Linked DNA regions of Rattus norvegicus: regions 2 and 3 are each linked to region 1. A link is a contact called in public Hi-C data. All regions are on one chromosome and are shown on one strand. The core of a region is the stretch at or near the end of the contact, and the rest is flanking DNA. Distances in the headings are between cores, read along the strand shown.

The links. Hi-C and Micro-C count contacts between places; a contact is called where the count stands out from the background.
Region 2: a contact with region 1 is called in a Hi-C map of kidney, with 3 times the contacts expected there. The contact joins the promoter of Rbpms here to the promoter of Gtf2e2 in region 1. A contact is called at or near these places in 2 of 12 Hi-C or Micro-C datasets (Schwann cells and kidney).
Region 3: a contact with region 1 is called in a Hi-C map of mammary epithelial cells, with 2.6 times the contacts expected there. The contact joins the promoter of Ppp2cb here to the promoter of Gtf2e2 in region 1. A contact is called at or near these places in 2 of 12 Hi-C or Micro-C datasets (Schwann cells and mammary epithelial cells).

What each region holds. Positions count from the first base shown.
Region 1 is chr16:65,150,020-65,154,882 of GRCr8, reverse strand. Gtf2e2 (general transcription factor IIE subunit 2) reads left to right here and starts at 2,582. Exons shown (of 8, transcript NM_001107318.2): 1 at 2,582-2,619.
Region 2 is chr16:64,940,100-64,944,962 of GRCr8, reverse strand. Rbpms (RNA binding protein, mRNA processing factor) reads right to left here and starts at 2,354. Exons shown (of 7, transcript NM_001271244.1): 1 at 2,000-2,354. The coding sequence starts at 2,065.
Region 3 is chr16:65,280,478-65,285,340 of GRCr8, reverse strand. It overlaps Ppp2cb (protein phosphatase 2 catalytic subunit beta), which reads left to right and starts at 2,958. Exons shown (of 7, transcript NM_017040.3): 1 at 2,958-3,105. The coding sequence starts at 3,004.

The DNA.
Region 1 (4,863 bases), core at 1,333-3,832:
AGAAGGATTGATGGTGGATAAACAAAGGCCTAAAATTTGCATTTCCCAGAAAATTATGAATGGGTCTCTGTTTCTCAGGAAGAGCACTGCTTCCCTTCTGCCTCTATGGCTCACCTCTGGCAGTGGAGCATCTGGTCCCTTAGCAACGCACACCTGTAACACACATCAAAGTCCCCACACTAGCTCCTAGGCTTTTCTGGACTAAACCTCCCTCCCCCTGCTAACCTAATTTCCGGGCTGTCCCCATTTACATGCTTCCTTTAGCTGCAATTTGTCCCTTTAAAACTAGCCAGGTTGCCAGGCATGGTGGTGCACACTGTTAATCCCAGCACTCGGGAGGCAGAGCCAGAGTTGGGGCCGATCTGGGGCCCATGGGAAAATTCCCACCACAAACCTCCAAGCACAAGGACCCCTCACTTCCAGGAAGAAAAGAGCTGGTTTAGTCCCTGGAACAGCTGCAAGCCAAATGGTCACACAAAGCTACCAGACTCCCAGCTGAAAGTCTTGAGTTGATCTGAAGGTTGTTTCACTCCACCAAATGTGCATGGTACCCTGCCTGGTTACCATTGTTTGAATTCTGCCCCAACTGTTTGCAAGGTATCCTGTTAAAATCTGCTTGGGGTCGTCTTTCCCTTGAAGTGATATGACCCCAACATGTTGGAATGATTAAACTCCCCTGGCTTTTTTCTCTGTGGTTCTCGTTCAGGGGATCCCAGGCGAGGTTCAATTTGGACCTCACAGTAAGAGGTTCTCCTTTTCTATAAGAAAGCGTGCTGAGCAAGCCAGTAAGTAGCACTTCCCCCAACCCCATTCCCTCTGCATTAGCTACTGCCCTGACTTCCCTCGGTGATGACTTACTTGGAAGCGTAAGCTGAAAGAAACCTTTTCCTCCCCAAGTGGCTTTCGTCATGATGCTTCATCACGGAAACGGCAACTCTAAGATTGTATTCACGTTTGGCACCAGATGTATGCAAGAGGGGTACAGTAAAGAAACTGCCAACATGACCACCCCATTATATGGTTAAGGTGTTTATTGGAGAGGAGGGAGTGAACAGCCAGAGGCATCTGGGAGAGTCCAGGGCAGAGAGAGAAAGCAGACTGGGCCTTGCCAGGGCTGTTTACAAGAAAAAGGAAAATGGCCACAGATAGAAAACCGGGCAAGCATATTGAGAAGAGCAGCAGCAGGAGCTGAGGAGTAAAAACGGATTGGCTACAAGAAAGAGTAACTGCTGGTTGAGGAGGGCTAGGAGACTGGTGAGCCGGCTTTGAAATGTGTTAAGTGCTTGTAAGGACTGAGGGAGCCTGGAGGCTGACAGCACCTTGTTATGCTGATGTGTCGAGAGCCATATGTTTCTTTTGCTGGAGGTAAGGGAAATGAGTCTTTTTTTCTAGATAGGAATCAGCTTCACTGATTCCAGAGGAATGCTGTCTTTGTCTGATCATTAGAAATCCTCCTATAGTTCAGGCTGAGTTCATTTATGGATCTTTGGACTGTCATTTGAAGTTTAGGGAATTAGAGTCTCCTTTGGGCTTGACAAAGATGTAGTTAAACATAGCTAGTTTCTGCATCATTAGTATCCTATGGGGGTGGGGAGGATGGACGACAAAACTAAGACCCAAGGTATCTAGTACTAATACACTACAGCTATGGGATGTTCACACACTGGATTAAGTTGTACAAACAAGGAAAGGATAGTTGGAAGGGTGCAGGATGGGCCAATTATTATTTGTTGTTGTTGCCAAACATTGCACCACATCTTTTTGTCCAAAGATCAAAGACAGTTCACAGGTATGAAAAGCCGGCGTTCGAAGGGTAGAAGCTGAGCTGTAAGTTTTGAGCTTGAAATCCAGAAGTTGAATTCTATGTTGAGTTTTGCCTTTGCTAGACTGTTTCCCCCGCCCCCCCACCCGCCACACTGTTAAAGGTTCTGGTGAATAGTATTTAAGATAAAGTAAAAAAGCTTAGCATGGAGCATACATCTGTAATCTCAGCACTTGGGAGGCTGAGGCAGAACGATCTCTGCGAGGCTGAGGCAGAACGATTTCTGCAATTTTGAGGTCAAAGTAGTCTAGAATTCAAGTTCCAGGCCAACCAGACAACACTGGGAGACCTTGCTCAAAAAAAAAAAAACCCAAAATAACCCATCCCCTCCCCCCATCATAAAATATTGGTAATGTTGCCGGTTGGGTTAGATTCCAGAGCCCACTGAAGGAGCTGGTCCTAAGCTCTTTGTGCCAAGGAAAGTATCTTCCTGTTCTCTAAAGTAGAACCTGTGACGTTAATGTGGCGGGTAGCCTCTGAGCGCCCTCCGGTCGTCATGGAGACTTAGGGCGGAGCACACAGTGACGCACGCGCTTTTCGGAGCAGCGTTTCGCGGTGGTTGCCGGGAGCAAGCGTCCAGCTGCCGCACCAGGAAGTGGAGGGCGGAGCCGGGACTGAGTCGCCGCCTCGGGCTCGGAGGCCGGAGGCTCGACCCCCTCAGCAGGTCTGCGCTGGGCGCGCGCGGCGGCGGGGAAGCGCTGACGAGGGGCGGGAAGTGGGGCCGCGGTGGGCGGGTGTGCGTGAGTGCGTGCGACTGAGGCGGAGGCCAGGAGGCGGCGCGGGTTGCGGGTGCTGAGGTAGGGGCCACGGCGGCGGCGGGCGAAGGGGCGAGTCCCTAGTGAGACTCCGCTACCCTGAGGCGGGACGCGGCTTCCGAGGGGAGGCGCGTGAACGCCACGCCGCCAAGCTGTTCTCCAAGCCGATCCCCTTTAGGGGCTCGCTCTAGCCAGCATTGTCTTTTAGGCCGGACGTCCATAAGGCAAACTTTTGGGTTGGAAACCGGGAAGATTCCTGGTGGGCGAGCGGATTGTACCGCCTCTGAGCCCCTAGGTTTTTAGTCTGTGTGGAGTTGGGGGCACCGTGGCGTCCCCTCCCGACTGGTGTCTCCCCTGCTTTTTCTAATGCTGCTTAACTTTTGAGTTGTGTGTTTTCTGAGGAGTCGAGAGACATTTTCCAGATTGAACTCTGCTGTCCGTTTTGTGGTGTGCTCTGGTGTCAGGGCGAGCCGAGAAGCCAGAGACAGAGTAGACAGGCTGGAAGATTGCAGATTCTGGGGTGGGAAAGAACTGGACAGTGGAGCCTGAAGATTTTAAATGTTAGTTTCCCGGTACTATCCGCTGTGAAACTCTCAGTCGTATATCCTGATCCGGGGGTTTTGATTGACCAACGTGGACGTGGGATATAGTTTGTCTGCCACACAGGTTAGCCTTGAGATGCGCCATGCAAAACAGATGTTGCAAAAGGAGGAAACGTTACTTGAATCCCTGGAAACTAAACCGCTTGCTCGGGGTGCCTTTGTTGGTATATAGAGGTCTCTTATTTTAGAGCGCTTTGCTAGGGTTCCAGGACTGGGGCACATGACTTCTTCCACCCGTGACCTTAGTTGTGCCTCTCCCATTCAGGTTTTATTTGTTAATTTGTTGCAAACTGCCTGTTTCCTCAGTCTTCTCACTTGTGAATTTTGTCTTACTGTTTTCATGCTTTCCCTTCTCCCTATACCTTCCTCACTTGCATAGTAATAGTTAATGTTAATTTCTTACCCAATACAACCAAAATAACAATTACTCTTGAAAAAAATCTTTAATAAATACTTCCTCACTTTTACAGTTGGGCCAAATATGTACAACACTAATAGTGCCCCCCCCTTTCCCGGACTTAGGGAGAAAATTGAATTTAGAACAGTTACGCAGATTGTTGCTTTGATGTTAGGAATTGAAACTGAGAGAAGCAGGTGTTTTACTCATAACAGGAACTCTTCAAACTCTTCTTACATGAAATTCACACTGAGTAAGGAAATTTCCTTATGAGTATTTTTTTTTTCTGGATCAAGATTGAACGTGCCACACTGCCACATGCCACTCTCAAGCTATATCTCCAGTCTCTATCTTCCTATTTTAATCAAGGAACTCAATGCATGTGGAACCAGTTAGATGCTTCAGTTTCCCTGAAGATGTGGAAGCAATACTTAGTAAGAACTGAACTTGAGGTTGTGATGTTTTGCTAGGCTAGTGACTTAGTGTTGTCCTTTAATGATGCTGGGCAGCCATATTGAGCTCCCAGTTGATATCACAAAGGCATAGTTGATACTCCATTGTGTACCAGGTTGCTAGGCATTTATGTTCAGTACAAAAAATGTATTAAATGAATTTATCGGCTTAAAATATTTTCAGTATATGAAAGGGTTATCAGGTATAACCCCATTGAAAGTCAAGGAGCCTCTGTAGAATGGTCTTACCACCGTAAATGAACACTTTCCATGTAGTTCTGGCTGTCCTAGAACTCTGTATGTAGCCCATTCTTACCTTGAACTCACAGAAATCAGCTTGCTTCTGTTCCCAGAATGTAGAGATTAAAGTTGTGCACCACTATGCTCAGCTTTTGTAGACATTTAATACCTTAATCCAGCTTTCTCAAGAAGAGAACACTGGTTTTTTAAAATACACCATTTCATTTATAGCAGTTCTGATCCCCTCCCCTCTTTCTTCCTTTCCTTCTCCCTTTCCCTCTCCCTTCCCTCTTTCCCTCCCCCTTCCCTTATCCCTTCCCTTTTCCCTTCTTCCTTCTTTACTGAGCCTAAATCTGCTCTCTAACTTCTGCCCAGATTTTGTTTCTAGAGCACTGGTGGTACATAGTATATAATATGAGCTTCAAGTATGAGCTATGTTTGTAATTAGAATTTGTGTGTATGATTAGATTATGGTACTGGGGATTTAACCCAGGGCCCCATGAAACAAGGCAAGTACTCTTATCAACTGATATATATCCTCAGGTAGGGCCAGCAAGGGGGGGTAATTTATCTCTCTATTTCTCTTGTCTGCGTC
Region 2 (4,863 bases), core at 1,105-3,604, 210 kb after region 1:
GAAACAAAGGTCAAGTAACTAAAGGTCACTTATGACAGTGTCTGTAATTTACACATTTTTACACACTCCCACCAGCACACAATCAAAGCTCTGAAATCTTCCTGCTAGGTCATATTTCTCCAAGAATGAGTGTGTACCAGGAAAGAGTTAACACCTACCAGAATCACATGCTGCTCCTACCTGACTGGGAACACAGGGCAACAAGGTAAATAAGGCAGAAGATTGCACTAGCCCAGCCCAGCCCGGCCTTTACTTACTAGATGAGATCACCAGGAATAGAGGACCTTAGTGCGGCCAGCATTTTCAGCTGAGATGGCAAGAGTAAAATCTGATTTGCCATAATTTTAAGTCCAGTGGGTATGGGACTTGGAGACAAATCTAATGTTCTGTACCAAAACTTTGAAAACAAACAAACAAAACAAAACAAAAACCAAAAAACAAAACTATGGGGCTCTGTTATCTCCCAAAAATCATTTTCAAAGGACCAAATTGTGTTTTTCTTGTTGGTAGGATTGTTTTTCCCAGTTCCAACTTTTCTGAGCCAGATAAAGGAAAAAAAGATGGTTTCCTAGGACTATCTTTTAGCAGGCTAAAGGTATTACTGATCATAAATGAGCTACCTTCTGCTAATTAAAAAAAAAACAAAAACAAAAACAAAACTAAACACCAGCAATTTCTTTAACAGTTTAACTGGTCAGGAAATAAACGGAAAAACAGCCGGAACTTGCTGCCGGCCCCTGCTTTGTTATAAAACAGCATACGCGAAACTTTCCGAAGCAGTATTTGCTGATAAAATAGGTAATTTCTTCAGGTGGAGATGCGATTTTCAGCTAGCCCATTCATTTAGGGCGCACCACCTCCCAAGTGTGGTATGCTCTATTTTGCACTGATTCGCATACGTTTAATCTCTCCTGTCTTCCCCGTTTAAACAGTTCCCATTTTACCAGTGGATAGTTCCCGCGGGTCAGGGAGTTGGGTGGATGGATGAACTCTTTCAATGTTTGGTTTCACTCTCGGTCTAAGTTTGCACAAGTGTCTAAATACTGTCACCATGCTAACTGCTTTGGACGTCAGTTCGGGTCGCTTTCATCCTCTTTATTAGGATGTAAATTACCTCTAAGAACACTTTTTACATTAGAGTGGGATGGGCAGTCTCCGCTTCTGCACTCAATTCTGGGAGACCTTAAAAAAAGATAAACACAATTTCTTGGACTCCAGATAACCCACTAGCAGCAGGAGTGAAGTCGAGACAGGATATCACAAAACCGACAAAATTCACGAGCCCCCATGTACACACCGGCGTTCTCAATGAGAAACGCACCACAGCTGCAAATTGTTTTCTATCATCATTCCGAGTGTGCCACATAAAGTTGTGGGTTTTTTTTTTCCCCTATTAAAAAAACACCCCCCACGCACCTTTGCTTTGGTGAACCCAAAGCTTTTAGTCCTTGTTATTCTACCCCCACCCCCACATTCGACATCTCCCAGGTTCGGCGGGGGTCTCGGACTCATCGCAGAAGAATGTGGCTGATGAGTTATCTATTAATCCAAAATGTCTCAGCTAAGAAGATATTTCACCCAGAACTTTTAACACGGAAAGGAAGGGAGGGAGGAAGGGAGGGAGGGAGGGGAGGGAGCTGGGGTCGGAAGTATCTTTTACCGAGAACTTTCCCAGAGTTTCTAGCTTCACCCTACCTCCCTCCCTCCTTCCCAATTTCCAGCCGCAAGGCGCAGAACCCAAGTCCTGACCCTCCCTGGTCCCAATCATCTGAGGTCACCCGGGAGTCAGCTCTCGATTCCGCTTTCAACATCCCGGGTAGACAAAGCTGAGCATTCTACTTACAAAAGTCTCGGGAAAGTCCTCAAAACTTATGCAATCATGGGAGGCACGCGGACGCGCGTGGACTCAGCCGGGAGCCCTCGGGACGCCGCGTCCCGTGGTACAACCACCCCCCCCCGCCCGTGCGCCCCGCACCCCCCAACCAGTCCCCCTCCGTACCTCCTCCTCCTGAAGGTTGGCCTCGCTCGGGGTGTTCTCCTTCTCGGCTTTGCCGCCGCCGTTCATCTTCCCGGTCCTTCGTCGCCGCGCGGGGCTGGGGCGCGGGGCTGGAGGCGAGGGCGCGCTCGCCCGCTGCTACCTTCCCCCCGGGGCGGGCTGCGGGGCTGGAGCCGGGCGGCACAGCGGAGAGCGGAGTCGGGCGGGGACCTCCGAGAGGCCGGGCGAGCCCGGGAGTCGGGACGCGGCCGAGGCGGAGGAGGCGAGGCGGCGGGCGCGGTTAGGACCCGAGCGGCCGAGGGCGCGCAGCTGGCAGGCTCTGGGCAGCGGGGCCGCACGCAGCGCGCTTTCTCTCGCCTTTCTCCCTCCTCCCCTCCCCTCCCAGCCCTCCCCTCCTCCCTCCGCCCTCCCTGGACGTGCGCAGCCAGCCGCAGCCCAGAGGGACGCGGCTCCGGACGGCGAAGCCCCCCGCGGGAGGAGGGGCGCGGGGCGGAGCGGTCGACCCCAGTATTGGGCTGGGTTGGGAGGGGGGGGTCACCGGGGTCAGGAGGCCGCAGGGACGGCAGGAGGAAGGGTCTGGACCGCCCCCTCTCTCTGCAACCCCTGGGACCTAGGCGTCCGGGCAGACCAGCGGTGGTTGGCGGCTTGAGGAGGGGACTGGGGCGTGGGGGGCAAGCCTTTTGCGGGGGCGCATGGACTGGAGCGCACTACTTTTGTTTGCTGGCTTTTCACGACGGATGTGCACCCAAACCCACCCTCCTTGGTAGTACCCGACAAGACTCGGTTCTTCCCGGGCCGAAAAGTGACGGACACGTGGGACAGCCCACCACCGAGCCTCGCTTTTGCAGGAGACCGCTTGCCACCCCACTGAGGGTGCCGGAGTCCAGCGAAGCCTCCCCCGGCCCCCCCCCCCCCCAACCTCGGCCGCTATCGCTCTCTAGGCTTCCGGCCGCCCCTGTTCAGACTCGCACAGCCGGCACCAGACTGTTCTGGAATCGTTTTGTTTACTTCACTCTTCGGGGAGCCCCTTCCTGGAATACAAAACTGCGTCCTGTTTATCTTTTTCACTCTGCCACAACTTAAGTAGGCTACCTGGAGTGTAGTTCTGGAGCGTAGTAGGTCCTCAATATGTACTTGTTAACTGAAAATCCCTCACAGCCCCTCAAAGGTCAGGACATTTACCTCTGGAGAAGCAAAACAATTATCCAACACTGGATGACCACATAGATCCATTTCCTCATCTATGAAATGTATATATATTTTTTCATACACATACATACATATTCTCCCACTGATGATAATATTATATATTATATATACATATATATAATCTCCCAGGATTTTAGAGATTATAGCTGGGGCGAGCCTCCACTCCTAAACTCATACTTGCACAATTGTGGTTTACAATAGGCGGAAGCTAGCATTATTATTAAGGAAGTTCCCATTTTCCTGGTCCTACAGAACTTTTCCAACAATAGATCCTGTCTGCTTCTAGACCGTGACTAGTTTGGACAGACCTTTAAAACCCACGGCTCAGTAGTAGATGGTGCCTGTCTCTCTGAGGAAGTTAGTCTGGCTTGCCGCACCAATCACGACTTATCATTTATGGCTTGGTTTAAATGTTTATCTCTTTCTCCCTGCTCGACATTCTTTACCCTTCCCTGCTCTGAGTGCGGTTGGAGGTGGGGTGAGGAGGGGGCGGGTGGGAGCTGAAGATAAGGACCCTGTCTTTAGGCAATTCAAAGTGGTGTTGTGGAGACAAGATACCCCAAACAACTCCAAGGCAACATAACCGCTGAGTCCTGGTTCAAATTATAAAAAGCAGGATACACGCAACACTGTTCTTCTGCTTTTAAAGGCGTTACGAAGTGAAGATCTATAGTGACACTTGGTTTCAGCTAAGTTTTCTTTGACCAGATCTGGAGATGTGGGAAAGTTTCTGAAGGAAAAGAATGTTTTAAGTTGCTGTTGCAATGCCACTGCTCTCTATAGGAACAAAGGTGCTATATTTCCTGGGAGGAAATGAACCAAGAGTCTTTGGAACAGCGGCGGAAAAGTTCAGAAGCAAAACTGCAGTGATCAGAAACTTTGTCCGTGTTTTGATTTATTGATTGTGTTGATTGGCAACTTTTTGCTCGGCCGGTTTTTCATTCAGTTATAAGAGGAACCACCAGGGGGCAGTGTCTTCCTGAGCGATGAGTGAGTGGTGGGCTTGGGTGGCTGAACCGGCCAGTAGAACCAGCCCTTTGCCCTCCTTGGCTATTCCTGCCTGTTACTGAACACACTCCACAGAGAGACATTGTTTTGCAGGGGCCTGGCAAGAATCCAAGAAAAAATGACAAGCTCGTCCTTAATGGTTCCAGTCGGAGCCCATTTAGAAGAAGGTAGATAAGGTTGTATGGTTGTAGTATGGGTAGTTCTCTCACCAGGAAAACAGTGGTTTAACTCCAGAAGTAGAACCTGATTTTTTTATTTTATTTTATTTTATTCTATTTTATCTTATTTTATTTGTGGTCTTGAAGCCAAACCAGAACTTTGTCTTTTGTTACAAAGTTAGCAACCTCTGGTGTGAGAAAGAATAATAAATCCTGTGAGAGGAGCCTTGCCTGGCATCTTTGAGTGTTCCCAACATCTAGACAGTGCCTAAAACATTGCAGACACTGTTATTTTTTTTTTTTTTTGGTTCTTTTTTTTCGGAGCTGGGGACCGAACCCAGGGCCTTGCGCTTCCTAGGTAAGCACTCTACCACTGAGCTAAATCCCCAGCCCCGACACTGTTATTTTTAATGAATATAAACACACCAGGTAGTGGTGGCACATGCCATTAATCCTAGCACTCAGGAGGCAGAGACAGGCAGATCTCTGAGT
Region 3 (4,863 bases), core at 1,709-4,208, 130 kb before region 1:
TGCAGCCTGTGGCACACGGTGAGAACTGTCTTAGGGTGGCAAGTTTGGGGCCCAGCATCCCTAGCTCCTCTACGGCACTACTTAGTAACCCATTTCGGTCCCTCCTTATTGCCAGCATTCCCTCGTGACTTACAAAGTCAACTCGAAACCCTTGACTTGTATTCAAAGACCGCCTTCCCTCACCCCCATCTGTGTTCTGCTCAAGTCATATTTTCTGATCTCAACAATTCTCATCTCATTCTGAGCCTTTTGGATTACTCAGTCCTTCTTTAAGCTGTGCAGTCTAACTTCCTCAGAGAGGGCAGTCATTATCATCTCCTTCTGTCTCTCCAATACCCCTCCCCCCTCCCCCCTCTCCTTCTTTCCCCCTTTCCAGGCAACTTTAAAGGGGAGAAAGTTGAGCTCAGTTCAGATGGCATCCTTTTGACACATTGATTTCACCCTTTAAAAGGAATAAGGAAAGAGTTGCTGTACTACTGAGACACACCCTTCCCACTTCATCACAGAGAGGCATGGTATGTAGCAGGTGCCTGTAATCCCAGAATTTGGGAGGTGGAGACTGGAGGATTAGGAGTTTAAGGTCATCCTCAGATACAGAGCAAGTTGCCTGGAATAAAAGAAACCTTGTCTTACACAAGGACTGTGGAGATGGTTGGGGAGCGGGGTTCTTGCCTACAAGCCTTGCAACCTGAGTGTGATGCCCAAAGCCCACCTAAAAGTGGAGAAGATCCACTTCACAAATAATATTAAATAGAGATTCTATGTAGTTGACACAACTGACAGAGTTTGTGCTTATTTATCTCAACTGTTGACAAATCTGCAGCTAGAGGAAGTTTGGGGTTTGCTCCAAGATGAGAAATGGACAAAGCCAACTCAGGAACCCTTGCCTTCTGATTCAGGACGCTGTTTAGCGCCTGATTACAGCAGCCGTGGAACAGGTTTCAGACCGAGGAATGAGATTGATTAGCACAGTTTTCAAGGCCTCAGTATCTAGCCCCTGTTATATAACGATCACTAATTACACACCAGGTATCACAGTAGCCCCAACAAAGTGTTAAACTAAAATGACCACAGATAATCTTAAACATCATGTCATGGGTTAAAGAGATTGGCTGAAGTTGGGTTAAACACAGCGTGTTGGTGATGGCACACACCTTTAATCTCAGCAGTAAGGAGGCAGAGGCAGGTGGATCTCTTGAGTTAAGAGGCCAGTCCGGTCTACACAGCAAGTTCCAGAACAGCTGAAGGAATAAAGTTTCACAGATGTGAAAAACAAAGCTATAAAAACAAGATTTTGAGAAATACGTGTGGTGGTCAGGATGCCTGTGACAACTTGTGACCTTTCTGAGAGATTCATCTGACGTCGGGATGCCCAGTGGTATGATAAAGTTTTGGTGATCAAGATTCTGACTAAGCTAATTAAGACAAAAAAACAAACAAGCAAACAAAAAACAACTGTTCTTAGAAAGACCCCCTACCCCTCCCTGTGGTAAACTCCGAGAACCACCGAAAGATGTCATCCTGACCCTGCCCGACCACCCACTTCACCCCTGCCCTCTAAGGGACTTGCCAACTTAGCCCTTTCCCAGTCATTCTCCAAGGCCAGGTGTAGGCCTGGATGCGGAAAGAGACCAATTGACCCAAGAACAGCCCCTTGAGCAGGCCAGTCAATACCTGACAAGATCCTTTGTCCTGTGTACCACCAATGAGAATGAGCCAGTTAACCCTGTTGCTGAAGTCTGCCCTCTGTAATGAATAAAAGTTGTGTGCTTTTTGGGTTCGGGGTTGCCTCTCCCTGCGTGGATGAGCAACCCCACGTACACGGATTAAAAGCCTTATACCGGGGCTGGAGAGATAGCTCAGTGGTTAAGAGCTCCGACTGCTCTTCCAGAGGTCATGAGTTCAATTCCCAGCAACCACACGGTGGCTCACAACCATCTGTAATGAGATCTGTTGCCCTCTTCTGGCCTGTAGTCATATATGTAGGCAGAATGCTGTACATAAAATAAATAAATAAATCTTTAAAAGAAAAAAAAAATCTTATACCCTCATGCTATTGCAGCGGTCACTTTGTCAATCTGTGCTCTTTGGGTGGCGCTCTTAAGGTAAGGCCACTATGGGGTCTTACAACACAGCCAAGACTACACCGAAAAACCCTGTGTGGAAAAACCAAAAGAAAAAAAATGTTTACTACTTTTACAGATGCCCTAAATTTGATTTCTAGCACCAGACACTACCAATTCCAGCTCCAGGGATCCAACACTCTCTTTTGTCCTCCCAAAGCACTTGCGCACGCGAGACATAAATGTAAATACATCCTTTGTTAAAAATTATCTTTCTGATGAAAGATAAAGGGTCCGAGATTTAGGGCCTCGCAACTATTTACTGCTCAGAGTAGAAATCTGTAGAAATTTACTCAATAAACATTTAGTGCATGTACTAGGGAAGTAAAAGGTTGAGGATAAAGCCCAACCATCCCAATTCCCTGTGCCGAGAGAGATCCAAGGCAAGAACCCACTTCCCAGAGGGCAGGAAGAACCAGAGAAGGATGCTGGCCCCAGGCCCCTCGGACCGTTTCTCCGCCGAGCCGCGCGAGGGCGCTGCTCCCCTCCTCGTGCGCCGAGCCCGCCGGCACCGCCCACTCTCCTTTTCCCGGCGGAAATGCCGGGGCGATGACGGAAACCCGGAGGGAGGGAAGAGAAAGAGCGAGAGAACCGCGGCCAGAGCGCGGAGAGGCCTGCGGGCGGCGACGGCAGCGGGAGGGCGGGCGCCGTCGGGCCGGAGCCTCCCCCGAGCCGCGCCGCGCTCTGCGCTCCGAGCCGTGAGCCCTTTGCCGCGCCCCGAGCGCGTGGCCGGGGGCCGGGCGGGGCGGGCGCTCCCGGAGGCCGGGGCCGGCGGCTGCCCGCTGGGCTTGGGCGGGGCGCGGGCTGCGCGCTCCGCGGCTCGGTGGTCCCGCCGGGGGCCGGCGGCGGGGGAGGCGGCGGGGACGCGCGGCTCGCCGCCATGGACGACAAGGCGTTCACCAAGGAGCTGGACCAGTGGGTGGAGCAGCTGAACGAGTGTAAGCAGCTGAACGAGAACCAAGTGCGGACGCTGTGCGAGAAGGTAGGCGGCCCGCCGCGGAGGCGCGCGCGGGGGAAACGGGCCCTGGCCCGGCCTGGAGTGTGGGACGGGGTGCGGGACCCCATCCCAGCCCCCGAAAGTCAGGCTGCTGCAGTCCCCTGGGTCCACGGGCAACTGCCCTGAAAGTCGTTAACACCGAGACTTGGTTAGCGTGGGGTCGTTCGCAGGTGAACCGGGCCCTTCGAAAACCGCGGAGTGCATGAAGCTTTTGTTTGCAGACTAGTGGGCGTGATGGCAGGCAGAGCTTTCTCCCAGGCTGAGTTTGGTGGAGGCAGGTGAAAAAGGCTCGGTCTTGACGGGCGACCGGCTCTTGAGAGTGATTTCTTTTTCAGGAAGAAGGCAGCAGGTGTTGAGTTTGGAAACAGCGTTTACTGGCAAAGATAACTGGGATGTGTGCTATATTTATGAGAGACCACGTTACAGAAAGTTACTTCCATTTTTACCCCCGTGTACACACACACACACACACACACACACACACACACACACCCAAAAGGATTGTGTCCATCTGATTTGCAGGCATTCCTTTCTTGGGATTGGGAGTCGGGGAGAGACGTAATAACCCTTAGTGTATTTTTCAAGTTGACCAAGTTAACTACTTAACACAGGGGAGTTTCTTTCTTTCAGTAGAACTGTGAAGAAAATGGTGTTTCTCCCAAAGAAACTGTGTTATCGTCCCAGTTAGCTATTCCTCTTGTGTGATAACCCGTAATTTCCTTAGGTCTTAAAGGTAACCCTTTGGGTGATCTCTCTCAAGCTGGAGCACCACTGAGCTGTCTGTCCAGTTTGGATCTTGAGTCAGTCAACCTTTCTGTAATTGTGACATCCAAACCTGATGATCTAAACCGAGAGGTGGCTGAATCAGTTTAGTGTTTCCGTTCGACATCCTAATAATTTTAGGACACGCTCCTACAGAAGGTTTTACCAGGGCTGTGAAGTATCGCACTCGAATCTTAAGCTCTTAGGAGGATTTATGAGCCTTTTAAAGGTTTTTTATAAAACTCAGTTTCTAAGTAAGCTGGATTACCAGTTAGTAGCAGCATACAGTGTTGTTGTTTTTTTGTTGTTGTTGTTTTTGTTTTTGTTTTTTTTTCTCTTTTCTTTTTTTTTTTTTTTTTTTTTTTTTGGAGCTGGGGACCGAATCCAGGGCTAGGCAAGCGCTCTACCACTGAGGCATACAGTGTTCTTGAGCTGACGTCTTAGGCTGTGGGTCTCTCTTCGTAGCATATCTGCACCAGTTCAGAGTGTCATCCACTTCTTTGTCCTAGAGCCCATAGGATGGAGGTGCTAGTGGGAAAAAATGGTTGGCTTCATGCCCTCTTCATGACTCTGGTATGCCTTTGTGGGCACGTGCCTGTGTATACCTGTGTTCCTCAGTTTTCTTCCACCTGGTGGTCTAGGCCCATTTTATAATAGCTTTTTTTTTTTTTTTTTAAAGATTTATTTTATTTATTATATATATAAGTACACTGTAGCTGTCTTCAGATACACCAGAAGAGGGCATCGGATCTCCTTACAGATGGTTGTGAGCCACCATGTGGTTGCTGGGAATTGAACTCATGACCTCTGGAAGAGCAGTCGGGTGCTCTTAACTGCTGAGCCATCTCTCCAGCCCTATAATAGCTTTAAAGATTTATTCTTTTTATTTTTTTCGGAGCTGGGGACCGAACCCAGGGCCTTGCGCTTCCTAGGCAAGCGCTCTACCACTGAGCTAAATCCTCAACAGATTTATTCATTTTT